Regions from separate parts of the Athene noctua genome. Here region 2 is linked to region 1. The links are chromatin contacts, called in public Hi-C maps. All regions are on one chromosome and are shown on one strand. The core of a region is the stretch at or near the end of the contact, and the rest is flanking DNA. Distances in the headings are between cores, read along the strand shown. Region 1 holds the start of CCM2 (CCM2 scaffold protein). Region 2 holds the start of SETD2 (SET domain containing 2, histone lysine methyltransferase).

Region 1 (2,700 bases), core at 112-2,611:
ATCCTGCCACACCACACACAGGTCAGCACACATCACAAGGGGATGTCAGTGGTTTTGCTTTCCAGATATAGGAAGTCTGTCCAGTAACTCCAGGAAAAAAAAAAATATCCATATTTCTAATTCTGTGAGTATTCTGATCACTTCAAACCAGAATTTCAGGAGGAGACTCTGCTGCCACCTTCTGAGATCGCCGTTACTGCAGGTGCCCCCAAAACGACTAAAAATAGCTTGTTTCCCTCCAGTTATGTCATCAAAGCAAGGGATGGATTTGCTTTGCAAAGAGCCAAGCCCCCGCTCAGGGGAGCGCTGCTCTCAGCAAGCATCCTAGCCTCAGCCTTCAGCTTGAGCTTCGCCTCCCCCACACGACATAAAAATAGGTTTAAACAAGAGAAACCAGAGCAGCCCGTTTGCAGTCAACACAGACAGAGCTCGCTGACCTTTGAAGCGCTTACAGCACAGCAATCCTGACTATGGTTGATTCAATATATATTTATAAATTTACAAAATAAATGTATGTGTATATAGCATGCCCTCTTTAGCATCACAATCAGTAAGTAAGACAACCCAGCACCGTTACAGGCGACACTTTAAGCTGTGTCATTAACTGTCCCATTTGCAACCCGGGCAGTGAGGCAAGAGGGTAAATCAGGCCCTGACCCTCAGTGGGCACCAGAACACGGGCAGGGCAGTGGGAGCAGACACAACATCACGGCTGTAGATATCAAGGCCGTGGCAGCGCTGCCCCCAAACCCCACACAGAAAAATGATTTTTTTTAACGAGGGAAGCGAGGCACCAGCCCTCAGGGAAGCCACACCGACAGGGAGACACTCAGCTCGGACAGCGCCAAGCCTGAAGTCGCCACAGGGAAGGGACAAGGCCTAAGAAACAAAGAAAGGCTCCAGTCGCCCCTGGGAGGGCTGTGGACCAGCGGCCGTGTGGCACAGAGGGCCCGGGCAGCCACAGCCCAGGGATGGGGCAGCCCCCCAGGCAGGCGGGGAGGGAGGGCACCTCTCCCGGACGCACAGCCAGGCCGGCTGGCGACCCCACAGCGGCGAGGAGCCCCGGGAACGGCCCGTTCTCACCTTCTTGCCTTTCTTGCCCTCCTCCTCCATATCTCCGGCGGCGGCGGCCCCGGCCCCCCCCGGGGCATCCCCGCAGCGGCCGTGCTCGCCCGGCCTCGGTGCGCGGCAGGGGCCCGGCAGCCCGGCCTCACTGCCCGGCGGCAGCCATGAACCCACCCGGGACCCGGCTCCGGTTCCCGCTCCCGGCCCGTCCGGAGCCGCCTCAGCGCCACCAACAACTTTTCAATCCTGCCGCCATCTTGGGCGGCGGCTTCCCGGCGTGCACCGCGCCCCGCCCTCCGCCCGGAGGACTGACGTCAGTCCTCCCCGGGAGAGCGGGGCCGCCCGGCCGCAATGCGCATGCGCCGAGCTCGCCGGCCCGGCCCTCCACTATTAGCCACGCCCCCCACGATGACGGTCTTAGCTGCGGGCGGGGATGGCCACGCCCGGTCTGCGCGCAGGCTCCGCCCACACAAGCAGCGGCACCGCCCACCGGCTCCAAACTCATGTGGGCGGGGCCACGCTGAGGGGCGGGGCCAGCGGGCAGTTGGGGGGCCCCCCACGCAGCAGCCTACGGCGCCGTTGGGGGCGACCGAGCCCGTTCCTGTGGCCGGTGCCGTTCCCGGCCTCACCCCACGGCGGAGGGGAGCCGGGCCCGTGCGCTTGGGCCCGCGTCGGCGCTGATACTCCTGCGCATGCGCTGACCGCTCTGGCATCGCTTCCCCCCGCCCCCGCCAGGTGGCGCTGTCCCGCGGCGACGTCACACGCAGGCGCCTCCCCGCCCTCAACCACGATGGCGGCAGGTACGGGGAGGGAGGGGCGTGGTGGCGGTAGCGGTGTTGTCCGGGTCCATCCGCCTCTATCGGCCGTTACCCGCCGCCATCCGCGGCCGGGGTCGCTCCCGGGGGCCGGGGGAGGAGCGGGGGCAGCGCGGGGTGAGGCGCTTCTGCCCCTCTGGGCCCGGCCGCCGCTGGGGTGGGCGCGGTGCATGCTGGGAAGGGTAGTCCTCCACGCGCCGCGTGTGGTCGCCGGGGCCTTCTCCGGGGGGGAAATGAGGGGTGCTGGGGGGCGGAGTGAGGGGTGCTGGGGAGAGTGGGGGTCCCTTGCCCCCCGCCCCCCCGCAAGCCTTCCAGCGTGGGGGAGCCTGGTGTGGCTCCCGCCATTCCTACAGCGCTTGCCAGAGCGACCCCGGGACGGTTTGAGGCCTCTCCCCGCCTTCCCCCGGGGGGAGGTTATAGATATCCCGGACACCCCCCACGGCCGAGGAACGGGGGAAATCCCGTGGCGGTGCCGGCTGCCGCCTCCTCTGGGGCCGCTGATACCGGTTTCCTCTCTCTGGTTGCAGGGGGCGCCGTCCAGAGGCCGCCGGGAGCGAAGAGGTGGGTCCGACGGGCCCGTCCCGCGTAGAGGGGGTTTGCCCCATGCCCTCCCCTGTCCCTGTAATGAGCCTAATTCCGTGTAATTAGCTCTGCCAGACCTCCGCGGCCACCAAACGAGAGTCTCTGGGAGCCAAAATCCCACCGGAGAGCTGCTGTGGCCGCCTCGTTTTTCCTAGGATACCATTTCTGATAAGCGGCCACCTCGTTTTTCTTAGGATGCCATTTCGGACAGGTGGCCACCTCATTTTTCCTAGGATGC
Region 2 (2,700 bases), core at 163-2,662, 140 kb before region 1:
AATTTTAGAAGGCTCGGCCGCAGGCATCGTTTCAGTCGAAACAGATCCTCAGCTGCTCCAGGTGGGCACAGCCAGAACTCGTAGCCTTTGCTCAAAAAGGTTTGCTCTGTTGTCCTTGCTCAAAACACGCCATTTTTAGCTTTGCCTCGGATCCAAGCATTGCCCAGAGGTGTGCTACACGCCAGGTGTCTGCCTCCTTCCACCCCACAGCCAGCCACACGTTGGGGACGCCTCACGCGCAAAGTTTAGGGAAGCACCCGAATCCTTCGTGAGGAAAGTCTAAAAAAATGTAAAAATAGCGTTGAGAATCAACGAGAAAAGGAGGGGGGGGGGAGTGGTGGTGTGTGGGGGAAGAAACCCCACCGCTACCAGCCTGAATGTCTTGCACAGAAGAAGCGATAGATCCGGCAGCCCTGGCGTGATGTCGGGGTGTGGGGGGGTGTTGTGAAAATCCCCCAGCAGAGAGGAGAAACCAGAGTTCACCGGCCATTAGGTCGGTCTCCCCCCCCCCCACCTTTGCCTGGCTCCTTCCTCCTGTCAGAAAATGGGGTCAGGGCAGGGGCCGAGTGGGGGCTGTTGCAAGGAGGATTCAAGGAGTAAAAATCAAGACAGGAGTCGGGAACTCCTCCACACATCAAGGAAAAGTAAATTAAGAATGATAATAAAAAAAAAAGGTGCGGAAAAATGGCCCCGCGGGGAGGCCGGGACACGTCCGCACGCACCGCCCGGCCTCCCTCCGCGCAGCCCCGCCAGGCCGGGGGTCCGGGCCCTGCCGCTCTGCCCCGGGCAAGGCCGGGAGGGCAGAGCAGGGGTGGCCCCCCCGCCACCCCCCTGCCGCCGGCTGCGCCCGCCGCTCCGCTCTCCGCCACCGCCCCCCGCCCCCGCCACCCGGCCTCCCCCCGCCGGCGCCCGGCCGCGACGCTCACGCAAGGCCGGGGACGCGCGGCCTACCCCGCCGGCCCGCCCGCCGCGCCCGGGAGAAGGAGGGGGGGAAGGGGCAGCAGCGGCGGCGGTGCCCCGGCCCGGCTCTCTCCCCCCCGCCGATCCCCCGGCCCCGACGGCTCCCCGCGGGGCGGCCCGGCCCGGCGCGGCGCGGCTCGGCCAGGGCCGGCGCGGCCTTAGGCCGCGGCGGGGAGCGGCGGGAGCGGCCGCCGCGGCGCGGCCCGCGCTTACTCCGGGGTGGGGTGCTCCGGGTCGTAGAAGTCCCCCATGGTCGGGCGGGCGCTGTCGGGGGCAGGCGCGGCCCCTGGGGCGGGCAGGGCCGCGCCGCGCCGCGGGGGAGGCCCCTCTCCGCCCTCCGAGCCCGGCGGGGGCTCGGCTCCGCCGCCGCCGCCTCACATCCTCCGCCGGGCCCCGCGCTGCAGCGGCCGCCGGCGGGGCCCCGCCATCCGCGCCGTGCCCTGCCCTGCCCCTGCCCGCCGCCCGCCGCCGAGTCCGCCCCGGCCGCCCGGCTCCTCCCCGCCGCGCCGCCGCACCGCCGCTGCCGCTCCGCTCCCCCCGGCCAGGCAGCGGCACCGCCGCCGCCGGGGACAGGCCGGGATCTCACCGCCACCGCACCGGCAGCGGCCGCGGCACCGCCGGGACCAACCCGGGATCGCTGGGACCGCGCCGCGATCACCCATGGCACACCGAGAGCACCCCCGGGACACCGGCGCCCCAGGAATCTGGGATCGACAGCACTCCCGGGATCGCCTACACCCCGGGGCACCGGCACCCTAGAGTCACCCTCAGCACCCCCGGGATCACCGGCGCTCCCCAGTCACCCCCGGGATCACCCCCGGGATCACCGGCGCTCCCAGATGACCCCGGGATCACTCCCAGGATCACACCTGGGATCACCCCCAGGATCACTTGCACTCCCAGATCACCCCCGGGATCACCCCTGGGATCACCCCCGGGGTCACCGGCGCTCCCAGATCACCCCCGGGGATCACTGACACCCCTGGGCAGCACAGGACACCAACACCTCAGTGATCACCGGCACCCCGGGATCACCGGCACCCCGGGATCCCTCCCAGGTCACTGGCACCCCAGGACAACCCCAGGATCTCCCCCAGGATCACAGACACCCCCGGAATCACCCCCAGGACAACCCCGACCACCGGCACCCCCCAGACCCACCCCGGTCCCCCGCTCTAAAGAGAGCACTGAGCTCCCCAGGCCCTGCCGGCCTCCAGGCCACGTTTCAGAGAGAAACTCCACAAAATCACTAAAAACTGCTTCTCATCCTTTCACAGGTCGTTTTATTTCACCAACTTCCCAAACTCTGGGAAGAGCTCCTGAGCCGGTGCCAGAGCACCCCGGGATACCTGCCTGCTTTCGGGGTGCAGTAGGACCTTTCCACTCATGCACGAGCCTCAAAACTACATTTGCAGCATCCAAAATTTGAGATTTCTTGGTTTGTTTGTTGGGTTTTTTTTCCAGATTTGGGACCACGGTGTGAGCAGCAATGGCGCAGGGACCTGCGGGGATGGGGTGGGGGGCACCGAGCAGCACCCACACAGAAGCACGAGGGGGAAGCAGAGGTGGGGTGGATAGAGGATGGGGTGGAAGTGTTTTCGTGGGAAGTTCAGCCTGGGCTTAACTCCCAGCAGCTTTATAAGCCTTTGAAAATTGATAATTACAAAGAAAAGGTGATTTCTAGGCTGATAGCCATGGCACTTCTGGGGAGCAGGTGCTGGTACAGCAACATGAGCGAGC

What was found. A called contact is a pair of places that touch in the nucleus more often than the background predicts.
Region 2: a Hi-C map of heart shows a contact between it and region 1, with 2.7 times the contacts expected there. The contact joins the promoter of SETD2 here to the promoter of CCM2 in region 1. A contact is called at or near these places in 2 of 2 Hi-C or Micro-C datasets (heart and liver).

The regions. Positions count from the first base shown.
Region 1 is chr2:165,669,384-165,672,083 of bAthNoc1.hap1.1, reverse strand. CCM2 (CCM2 scaffold protein) reads right to left here and starts at 1,361. Exons shown (of 10, transcript XM_074901050.1): 1 at 1,084-1,361. The coding sequence starts at 1,113. It overlaps LOC141957189 (a long non-coding RNA gene), which reads left to right and starts at 1,587. Exons shown (of 4, transcript XR_012633083.1): 1 at 1,587-1,865; 2 at 2,408-2,441. LOC141958295 (small nucleolar RNA SNORA9) reads left to right here and starts at 2,181; the gene lies at 2,181-2,315.
Region 2 is chr2:165,805,456-165,808,155 of bAthNoc1.hap1.1, reverse strand. SETD2 (SET domain containing 2, histone lysine methyltransferase) reads right to left here and starts at 1,412. Exons shown (of 21, transcript XM_074901060.1): 1 at 1,174-1,412. The coding sequence starts at 1,211. It overlaps KIF9 (kinesin family member 9), which reads right to left. Exons shown (of 23, transcript XM_074901057.1): 23 at 1,794-2,700.